2 separate regions of the Gossypium hirsutum genome follow, and region 1 is linked to region 2. A link is a contact called in public Hi-C data. All regions are on one chromosome and are shown on one strand. Each heading gives the region's core, a stretch centred on a gene start, on an enhancer-like site or on the middle of the called end of the contact. The rest is flanking DNA. Distances are from core to core; before and after follow the strand shown. Region 1 holds the start of LOC107891758 (splicing factor SF3a60 homolog). Region 2 holds the start of LOC107891753 (nucleolar MIF4G domain-containing protein 1).

Region 1 (5,536 bases), core at 631-3,130, 160 kb after region 2:
CGTCGAGGTAAGCTGAGTATTCAATTTTGGATCCAAATTTAGAATTAATGTACTGATTGAACAATTCGTGCAGGTCCAGGTACCGACCAAAGGCTTCCTGAAATGAATAGCTAACAAATAAGACCAGATGGCAGAAAGAAAATACCACATAAAATAGGAAATTACAGCAACAAAAGGTGCTTAATTGTATGCAAGTGTTGGGGAGGGGGTGAGAAGAGACCTCGCCACTGAACTCAATAACTGGTTCTTCCTTGAGTAAAGCCTCATCATCTTCATTAGCATTGACAAGTCGAGCAGCCGGGTGCTTTCTATGGTACTCACGAATCTGCATTTGAGTAATAATTACTTCACTAAACATCAATTTTGGATTAAATTTCTCCTCCTTTGCTAAAACAAAAACTTTGAAAATCAAAATCACTCAGATTTATTCATGCTTCTAAGAAAAAAGCAGGATTAGTACAAAATTCCAGGTTAGCATTTTTGTCTCCAGGTTAAAAACAAAGTAAACAGTTACCTCCTTCAATCTATCATAAAATGCACTAAAGACATTAATTCCAGTAGCCGTTTGACCTCCAAGAGCAGCAATTTCATCTTTCCTAGCATTGTCTTTATCTTCGTATATCTCAATCTGAAGCCGTTCAAAAATAAATACAAAAATAAACACAAAATAAAGATATAGCAGTAACTCAATTTCACATAGGATAGGGAAGTATTACTAGCTTCTCAGTGGTGGAGATGATGGTGTCAATATTATTGCGGACGCGGTGGCTCTGATACAATCTATCTTTGGCAGTAGGCGGATCATTTTGCAGGTCCTTCACTATAAGCCGCTCAAGCTGTTCCACATCTTCATGAGCAGCCCGAGTCACCTCGAGTAGAGTCGAGGACATCTCGGCTTCCGGTTGGCTTAGCTGATTCAACCAGTCTAGGGTTTGTTTATCTCAGCCAATAATTAAAACAGCACCTGAAAAAGGCATAAAGGAGGTTAGTAAGAGAGAGAGAGTACAAGGAAACAAAGCTGCGCCAACCCAACAACTCTCTCCTCTCGGCTCCCACCATCCCTACTCCCTCTCTGACTATCATCCTTAGCCCCATTGCGGCCACCAAATGGCCCTCTCTTAAACCCCTACTAACCAAGCCTTATCGAGTCCACCAGTAAACACCATCCTTCACAACCATAGTCTCACACGAAACATGTGCTCTATTGACCCCAAACTCCAGCCATTAACCCAACAACCTTCACTCACTGTTCAACATGCATCACCTAAACTACTATTAGCATCATCCCTAAACCCTGAATAACCCAGCAAACCCCCACTCAAGCCTGTCACAACCATATCACCGCACACGTACACTATCACCATTTCTAATCCCTACCACACTACCTCCTAACCGATCCCCTAAATCAACACCCATAACCAAACCAAAAGTCAGCAAACAAAGAAAGAAAGAAACCGGAGAAGCAATTAAAAGGAGGAGCCATCCCTTACAGATCTTTGAAAACCAAAGCACTAGTCAAAATCCGGATAGTGGGGAAGCCATCAAAGTCGAGGACAAGCCGCGAGTCAAAACCGGTGGCTGATTGGACGGCAGGCGAAGGCGGTGTTCGGTGACGGAGCAAGGTATTATAGAGTTATTCTAGTTTGCTTTGTCTGTGGTGAGAACTGTTTTTAGTGATTTTCTTTGTATATTTAGAAAATAGAGAATGCATGGCTTAGTTTGAGTTTGAGAAAGGCTTGAATGGTACCGATTACGGTGTTAAACAGCGGCGGCGGATTTCTTTAAGGGTTTGGATGCGATTTCTTGCGCGTGGAAGGAGAGAGGTTCTGGTAAGTGAAATGATTCATGGGAAAGTGAAAATATTTAAATGGGTAAAACTACCGTGGAGACCCTAATTTTACTAAGGGCTGATATGATGGTACAAGAAGAGAAAGACAAAAAAATACAATTTTTTTTAAAAATATTTAAAATAAATACAATTTTTATGATTATTTAAAAATATATATATATATAAAATAGTTACTTAAATTATGTATTTTTTTCGTACCTGAAACGTTTTTTTTTAAATAGGTATTTAAAGTTCTAGATATTAACGGTTAATTCTTATTAAAAAAATTCAAACCAATCAAATTATGATAAGTTAAAAATGACATTAACTATGGGATAAAAATATTTACAATTTTTAATTAAAAATTTCACATGTCATAATTTGATTGGTTTGAATTCTTTATTTACTAAGAGTTGACGGTTGGTACCTAAAATGGTAACTAAATAAAACTTTAGGAATTTACTTTGAAAAAAAAACTTTATACCTAAAGTGGTAACAGATTAAAAATATCATGTGTCACAATTTGATTGGTTTGAATTTTGTTTTTAAAGAGAGTTAACAATTGATTCCTAAAGTGATAACAGAATAAAAGTTCATGTACCTACTTTAATAAAAAAAAGTTAGGTGCTTAAATAGGAAAAGTTACATAATTTAAGTACCTAAAGTGGTAACAAATTAAAACCGTCATGTATCATAATTTGATTAGTTTGAATTTTCTTTTAACTAGAGTTAATAGTTTATACCTAAAGTGATAATAGAATAAAACTTTAGGTACCTACTTTGATTTAAAAAAAAAACTTTCAGCACCTAAATAAGAAAAATTGCATGGTTAAGTACTTTGATATTTAAGTATCTCGACATTTGAACTTGGACAAGGATAGTCATATTTATCCTAAACATGAATTTTCAAGTAATTATAAAAAAATAAAGAAAATTATTTTAAATTTAGTAAGAATTATGAGAATTATAAAAGGGTTAATATATACAAGGGTATCTTAATTTCATAAGTTATGTTAAATTAAGCTTTTATTTGATGATATGTTTTAATATAACAAATTAAAGTGTAAAGTTAAAGTTGAATAAAATTGACAAAATGATTTCTCAAATGAAGTCTAAGAGATAAAATTTTGAATCTTTACCTTAAAACTCTTAGGAAATTTTTGGATCAACCTTAAAATCAAGTTAAAAAGTATCAGTACTTTTTGGCCAAGTATCGATAGTTTTCAAAATATCAACACCTCATTTAAATATGGTACCAAATTGGCATTATGTTTGTCACAAATTCAGCTAACTATCAATTCGCTATCGATACCTTTCATATGATATAGATAAAATTTGTCTAGTACCGATATTTCAGCTCCAATAGTCACTGAATTTTGCTTTTAATGCAAAATTTATCAATACCATTTTAACTGGTATCAATACTCACTGTTGTAACTGAATTAAATGCATTGGTTTTTACATCCCCAATGGCTTTATTCATATCTCCAACAACCACAACAGTTGAAAATCAATTAGGGGTATAAATACTAGCTTCTAAAGATCCTACAACAACAAGAAAGCATATTCAAGTAAAAAGATCAATCAAACAACCGTTGTGCCAAATATTTCCATGCTTTTCTTTCATACACTTGTGATCTTTATTTTTATTCCATTTGCTCAAGTGTTCTTCATTGTAATTGAATTTAATTTGCATACACATTGATCTAGTAAGGATTATTTCTTTGTTTGCTTCTTTTTTTATCTTTGAGAGAGTTTGTTCTTAAGGTTTGAGTAGAAACCTTAAGTCAGTTTGTAAGGTTAAACCTTGTCCTCAAAGGTTATCAAATTAGTGAATTTGAGAAACTCCTTAGTAGTGGAAAGCTAAGGTAGTGGAGTAGGCAATTGGGACCGAACCACTCCAAATTCTTGTGTCAAAATTTTCTATCCTTTCTCTCTAGCTTTCACAAAGATTTTAAAAGTTAATTCACCCCCTCTTGGAAATTTCGGTTTGATTATTTGATCTAACAATTGATATTAAAGGTAGTCTCTTTTAGATGGGTTAACAACTAAAGAGGAGATCCTTGAGGAAGCTCAACAATCATCAACTCAATTCCTACAATGATGTCTACTTCTGGCTCAAATTTTCTTGGTGAGTCTTAATTTATGTCCAAGTCTCCTTATTTTAATGGTGTTAATTATTCATATTGGAATACAAGGATGATGATATTCATCCAAGCAAATGATCTTACGATTTGAGACATTATCATGGATGACCCTTCAATACCACTCAAGCAAGAAGGAGAACTCTTATTTCCAAAGAGTAAGAAAGAATGGAACGAAGAATATAGAAGAAGTATTCAGCTCAACGCCAAAACCATGCACACTCTCTTTTATGCACTTGGTCCGGATAAGTAGAGTAGAGTATCATCATGTTCGAGTGCCAAGGAGATATGGGATAAACTTGAGGTTAACTCATGATGGAACTAGCCAAATAAAGAAGTAAAAAGTGGGAATCCTCACTCTCAATTACCAGACCTTTAAGATGAAGCCTTAGGAGGACACCAAAGTTATGTCTGATAGATTCACCATCATCATCAACGAGCTAAAATCCTATGGAAAGACCTATCCTAATGAAGAAGTTGTGAGGAAGATGCTTTGAAGCTTGCCTAAATCATGGGAAGCCAAGGTGACCACAATTGAAAAATAAAGAATCTAGAAAAGTTGACTTTGGATGAGCTCATCAATTCTTTGTTTACATATAAGATGAGGCTCAATGAAGAGGTAGAAGAAGCTAAGAATGAGAAGAAGAAGATTGGTTTTGCTCTCAAATCTACCACCATTGAAGATAATGAATCAAGTGAAAAGGTGGATAAGGACAAAGAGATGGCCATGTTTGGTAGGAGATTCAAGAAGTTTATGTGGTTCAATAGAAAGAGAAAATTCCAAAAGAAGGAAGGAATCAAGCTTGAATCTATTAAGGGGAAGGACTCTATCATGTGCTATAAATGCAAGAAACTAGGACACATCAAGTTTGATTGTCCCCAATGAAAGAAAAATGGGTCAAGCCAACAAAAACTTAAGGCTCATGTTGTGTAAACTTGAAATTATATAGAATTTTTGTATATATTTTTACCACCTCTTGACTTAATAATTATATTAATCTTGAGTAATTGTTAATAAATTAAGTGGATTTTTCTTAAGTGTTAATATGATACATGAATTTATGAAGTATGCGAAATTATGCTTTATTACATGATTTTTGTGCATAAATTATATTATTTTCATATTAATTATTAATATGTGATTTTTATTATGCAGTGTGTCCATGGAAGATGAGATTACCATAAAGATGCATGGACATGGACATATACACCTTACTTGGATGGTAACACCATGCAAAATTGGGTCATAAAGATGCTAATTTGACCCAGTTAAAGCGTGTTACAAAGTGGGCATGTCTGATTAATTTTTGGATCATGAAACCATCCAACAAAGGGGAGTCAAACCCAATTTTGGCACAAACATATGTTTGCCCAAAAATCAGCTTTAGGATTTTTCATTGGAGGTCCCTATAGTTGCAATTTAATCATAAATTGATACACAAACTATGCCTTTGAAATCGTCCACTCTATGCTAATTATAGCATGATTTTATGTTTGAAATAATCAACGAAACCACATCCCTTTCCACAATTTGTGGCTGACCATGCAATAGAGAAGATGGAGG
Region 2 (5,829 bases), core at 505-3,004:
ATAAAGAGATAGGCAAGATTGCTCTTAACTGTTCATTGCCACGTGGACCATTGTAACAAGATGCCAAGACCTCCTCACTGATAATCTGGGAGCTAACACTGCGACTAACAGACTGTCAAAGAGTAAAATTATATAGTTAACATTATACCTTTTAATTTCCAAATGTAAAAGCAGAGGATACTGCATAGGCAACCGCATGCTAATTTCTTTGAAAACCTATCACAAGAATGGAAGTTGTTTTGGTATTATATTAACTTCCTTAAATTAACCAACAAACTCGTAAATGCAGTTTCAGTAAAACCACAGCCCCTGTATTAACCTAGTTGGAAACAACTGTACCAGTTTTATGCACTTATGCTAGAAAAGATTAATATAACAACCAATTATATTTACTCAGAGTGAGAGTGCATATATAGCTTAAATCAATTGCAGTAAGATTCAGAAGGCTTGATATGAAGTCTATTGAAACAAAAAGCTATAGACAGCATAGCAGCATACACGAAAAATTGAGGCCATTTCTCCTGTAATTGATTCCACGTTAGATTCAGAAAGCCTATTAAGAAGACCTGGAACATAGAGAAAAATAAGTGGCATGTCAAATTCCAAAAACGAGAAGTGAACTTACTAAAGTTCATTAAAAGTGAATATCCATACCTCGTACACGTCTGCGCATTCGAGTCTGCTCCTCTGATTCATTCTTTGTCTGGGATCTCAAGTGAGGAGCAACATATTTCCCGCTGCTCTCCATTCCAAGAGCCTTAGTTGAAATTTCACCTGACGCTACCTCTGCATTGTGGCATTCAGAATGCGGGGTAACAGAAAGGGCAGTTTCACCCACAATGTCACTTTCTTGTCCTTGCAGCAAAGACTTCCTCTTCTTACGCCTCTTTTGTGAAGGTGCCTTCACAGGAATTTCTTCCACTGTTGTCTCTGAATACTCCTCCCCTTCGGAAGCTTCATTAGTTGAGTCATCTCCAATATCATCTTTGATAGCCTGCTGCACTGACTTTTTCTTTTTTCGTTTCTTACTTAAAGAATGGTTCACAGCTTCCTCATCAGAAAATCCTTCAAATAAAATATTAAGCCCATCATCATCTCCCCTTAATTTACCACCCTTCACCTTAAGTTTCTTAGCAAGTTTCTTCTCCAATTCCAAGTCCTCTTGTGCAAGCATGTCCGAATTTGGCATCTCCATTTCAAGATACTCCTCGAACTTGGTTTTCGATGTTCTTTTCAAATCCTTCTTCGCTTTAGCTATCTTAGATTCATTAGCATCATGATCTTCCTCAGACTTCAATTCACTAACTCGTTGAACAATATCATTTTCTTTAACAAGCTGCATTCGTGAATTCTTTATTTTGTTCCCCTTTTTCGACTTTAAATTCCCTGCTTTTCTCTTCATCCTCAGTGATTTCTGTAATCATAGAATTAACATCATATAACAGAGAGTGACCTTAGTTGTCCTACAATTTTTTTCCTAATTGTTCTCACCTTCGTTACCAGGACTCGGCAATCTGGGTGCAGGACCTGTGTCGACACTACCCGACACGGATTCCGACACAGGATACGGGTCAGATCCAGCATAAACTAGCGGACACGGCGGTGAATGCAAACTGAGATGAGAAGAGAAGAAAACAAAACTGATTTACGGAGACGAGACAGAGAAGAGGGACGATGGTAGGAGGAAGATGATAGAAGAAAGAGGAAAGACGGTTCAAAATAAATGAACAAAAATGTAGGGTTACTAAACGCTGTACTCTGGTGGCAAAAAAAAACTTGTACCCTATATTATATTTAGGTTAAACTACAAAAATAATCCTATATCTTTGTTTAAGTTTACGTCTTGGTCATCAATGTTTCAATTCTAACAAGTAGGTCACAGGCGTTATCAATTAATAACAATTTGGTCACTTTCCATTAGCAGCCATTAAGTGTTGGACAAATACATAGCTGGCCCATCAAATGGTGACGTGGCTTTCATGTTATTATCACATAATTTAAATATATATTTTTAAATTTTTTTCTTATTATTTTTCTTCCTTTTATAACTCTATCCACCATTGTCGAGAGCTTCTATCAAAGGCCACCAAAATGAAGATCTTCATTCTTCAAAAATCTTCATCCTCATCAAAGTTCATTTAAAAAACACAGTTCTTGTTATTTAAGCAGCCTGAAGGTTAATTACTGAAGACTTGTCAATATCCAGTTTTGAGATATCAATTACTTCACTTGAATCAAGTTCATGTCGAACTGGTTGCAATAACAATCAACAAAACACATATATTAATAGAATTGAAAGCATTGTAATTTTGAAATTATTATTACCATGGGTGTAAGACCTGAAATTTACGATTATTGGAAAAGTGCATTTTCGAGTCATTGTTCTAGTAAAACGGGTTCATAAATATGTATTAAAAATATTTACGAAGTTAATTGTGAGGTTAATTAGGTTTTGGCTAGGCAAATTAGCTTGAATTAAGGTTAATTTAGTGTAAGGATTAAATTGAATAAAACGTGAAAGTTTAATTGTAGAATAAAGAAAAGATGAGGGACTAAATTAGCAATTAAGCCATAAGTGCCAAGTGTGTGGTAAAAATAAAATACATATGTATTAAATAATATACATATACATTTGTAATAAATATATGTATTTACTTTTAATTTAAGAAATAATTATTTAGTTAATATAATATAATCTAATAAAACATAAATTAAATAAAGAAATAAAGAAACAAAGTTAGAAAAGAAATAGAATAGCCAAACCAAAAACAGGGGAGAAGAAAGAAAAGAAAGAAAGAAATGGGAAATAGGGGTTTCAAGGTTTAAAGCTTAATAGCTAACGTTGAACCGGAAACATTGGCTAAAAAGGGAAAAGAGAAAGTCAACAACGAGTGACTCAAAAAAATACGGTTTGTATTTCTATAATCCGAATTTAATTATTAATTGTTGAATTTTGATTATATGTGTATGAAAAGATATTAAGGTAAGTATTAGTGTTTTGATATTGAATTGAATGTATGTGAAATTGTGATTAATATGAATTTGAATATTGGATAATTGTGGTGTTGAATTGAATAAAATGGAATTGAATTGAGTATTATTTGTTATTATATTGATACTGAATTGAGACTACGATGATTTGTGACTATTGTGAAATTGATATTGAAATGTATAATTACTATGAATTGAGAAATGAATTGAATACCCTATTAACTATATTGGGTTGAGTCAGATATAGTTGGCATACCATAGGATTAGAAGTGTTCAGGGATACTTCGACCTCGAGTCGATGAGGCACTATATCTGTCGTAATATTGCTTCGGATAATTCTAATGAGACACTATGTGTCGTATTATTGCTTCAGATTAAATCCGATGAGGTACTAGGTATCGATTCACTTCGGCATGGCCAATGAGGCACTGAGTGCCGTACTGGTGTGTTTTGGTTGGATCCGCGTATCCGTCCAAGTTCAAGTCATGTTAATAGGGATGTACAAATGTATTGAAGAATTGATTATTATTGAATGGTATTGAATGATATTGAATTGGATTGGAATGAAAAAGGAAATGAAATATGCAATTGAAATGCATTGCATGAATCATGGATTCATGAAAAGGATATTAATATTGAAATTGAATTGAGTATCTTATTATGAAAAGTTATTAAATAGCAATTATGAGATTGATATAGAAGAGATGATAATTGAAAGTGTTATGAATGATATGTATAAGAAATTGATTAATTGTTTGAATGATTATGTTTGTGTGAATATATATAAATAATATAAATTTTTTCTTAATACGTATTTGAATTATAGAAATACCATTGAGTTTATACTCAACGTACGATTTGTTTCCGTGAGCAGGTTAGGTAAAGTCATATCGTTGAATCAGCATCCAGAGCCGATCCCGAACTCAAAGTGGTGATGTACATTTCTTTTTGGTAAATGGCATGTATCTAGGATGTTATACTTGTCATTTTGGATAATGTTTGTAAATGAAGTATAAGTTAATATTGGTACTTATATAAATATGTTTTGGGTTATAGCTATTAAATGATATATTTTAGTTGAAATTAGTATAATCTTATTTTGGTTCAAATGGTGGTTTTTGAACTAATTTGGATATTATGGTTAAAGTATGTTAGGTCATTAGATTGATTAATTTATGAAATGTATGTTATTTAATTGTGTAATGTTTATATTTGAACTGAAATGGTTGGTAATACTCCGTAACCCTGTTCCGGTGAGTTTGGGGGTGTTACAATGGGAGCTTGATCATTCTATGTTGGTTGATCCTTGATGAATTCTTTATCATCCATGTCTTTGCCTCTATTTACTTCTAGGATCCTACATATATCCTGATGTATATAAAGTCTTGCATCTATATATGGCTTCACAAATAAAAACCGAAGAAATTAAACCCTAAATTTGTAGTTTTCACTAACTAATTGAATTGCAAACATTAATACAAAAACGGCAATGAAGTTGGGTGCATACACTACAGTTCCATTGATCAATGAGGTTAATATTGGCCTTATAAAGGAGAAGAAGCTCAACAATAGAGGCATGACCCTCACTAGCGGGGAGATGCAAGGTAGTTCTCTAGTCATATTCTTGACCGTCTGTAATGCGCCAAAATTTGAGTTTTGTTATTAAGTTGTGTCGATAAATATGTGTCTACTTTTGTGGTTGTGTGTTATGTTTGCCCACTTGAGATTTGAGGTTTGAGTCACATAAATTTTGGAATTTGTTAGTTTCTTTATTTGAACCTGTAACTTAGGATTCATTGTTTAAGTTGAATTCAGTGCCTTTTTATGTCAAGAATGAGCCTGCTGGTTTACTGATTAAGCATCTGCCTATTCCCTAGTTTCGTGCTCAAGTCTCTGCGTACGAAACAAGGATTACATTTTTGCACTTTTTTTTCAAAATTGAAATTTTAAATGCTCTTTCCCTCTAGTGTTACTTAGACTTTTTTTTATTTCTTTTTTTATCCTTATTCTTTCTAAAATTATTTTATTTTGTTTAGTACGTTCTTCTTAAAATTTTTCTTTTTGTTATGTTCGCCTTGTGAAATTGCTTCGTCGGGTAATGGTATTTCTTGTTCTAATGTGCTTTAAGGTAAATTGAGTCAATTGTCATTGTTATATTACGTTGTTGTGTGATTTGGGGATTTTTTCCAAAATCTTGAACCTGATAATCTTGTTGTGCATTGTGTTTAGATATACTAGGGGAGATTCAAGGGACATCTAACGCCTTCCATTTTACTTAGGAACGGAACATGTATTAGGAATTTGAGGTAAGTAAACTTTCACCCGTTTCATGTAGTGAGTAGAAAATTTTAACGGAACTTAATTGTTGATACTTGTGTGTTTTGTGAATGTGATGTTGAATTGAGTGTTTGGAACTTGTTTTAGGCTTGAAATTTGCAATTGGATGCTTCTACAGCGTCGGGTAACAGGTGGGTATCGAAACCCCCTTTTTTCTGCGTTTCTTCTTCACCAAAACGGGACTGTGGACGACACATAGGTTGCCACATGGACATGTGTGCAAGCCGTGTAAGCCACGGCCATGTGAGAGGCCGTATAGTAGACTGTGTAACTCCCTAACTGCGGACTTGTAGTCACACAGGCAAATCATACAAATGTGTGAAAGGCCGTATGTGGAAAATGAGGTGCAGGAATCATACAGGTGAAACACATGGGTGTGTGTCCAGGCCGTGTAACTCAATGACTTCGTATTAGAATCACATGAGTATGACACACAGGCGTGTTTCCAGGCCGTGTAACTCACTGAATTCGTATTAGAGTCACACGAGTGTATATCTAGGC

What was found. A called contact is a pair of places that touch in the nucleus more often than the background predicts.
Region 1: a contact with region 2 is called in a Hi-C map of leaf, with 1.9 times the contacts expected there. The contact joins the promoter of LOC107891758 here to the promoter of LOC107891753 in region 2. A contact is called at or near these places in 6 of 34 Hi-C or Micro-C datasets (anther, hypocotyl and leaf).

Annotation. Positions count from the first base shown.
Region 1 is chrA11:94,312,491-94,318,026 of Gossypium_hirsutum_v2.1, forward strand. It overlaps LOC107891758 (splicing factor SF3a60 homolog), which reads right to left and starts at 1,881. Exons shown (of 13, transcript XM_016816659.2): 1 at 1,491-1,881; 2 at 717-964; 3 at 515-628; 4 at 221-325; 5 at 1-97. The coding sequence starts at 890.
Region 2 is chrA11:94,151,960-94,157,788 of Gossypium_hirsutum_v2.1, forward strand. LOC107891753 (nucleolar MIF4G domain-containing protein 1) reads right to left here and starts at 1,755. Exons shown (of 12, transcript XM_016816643.2): 1 at 1,492-1,755; 2 at 655-1,414; 3 at 499-566; 4 at 30-112. The coding sequence starts at 1,584.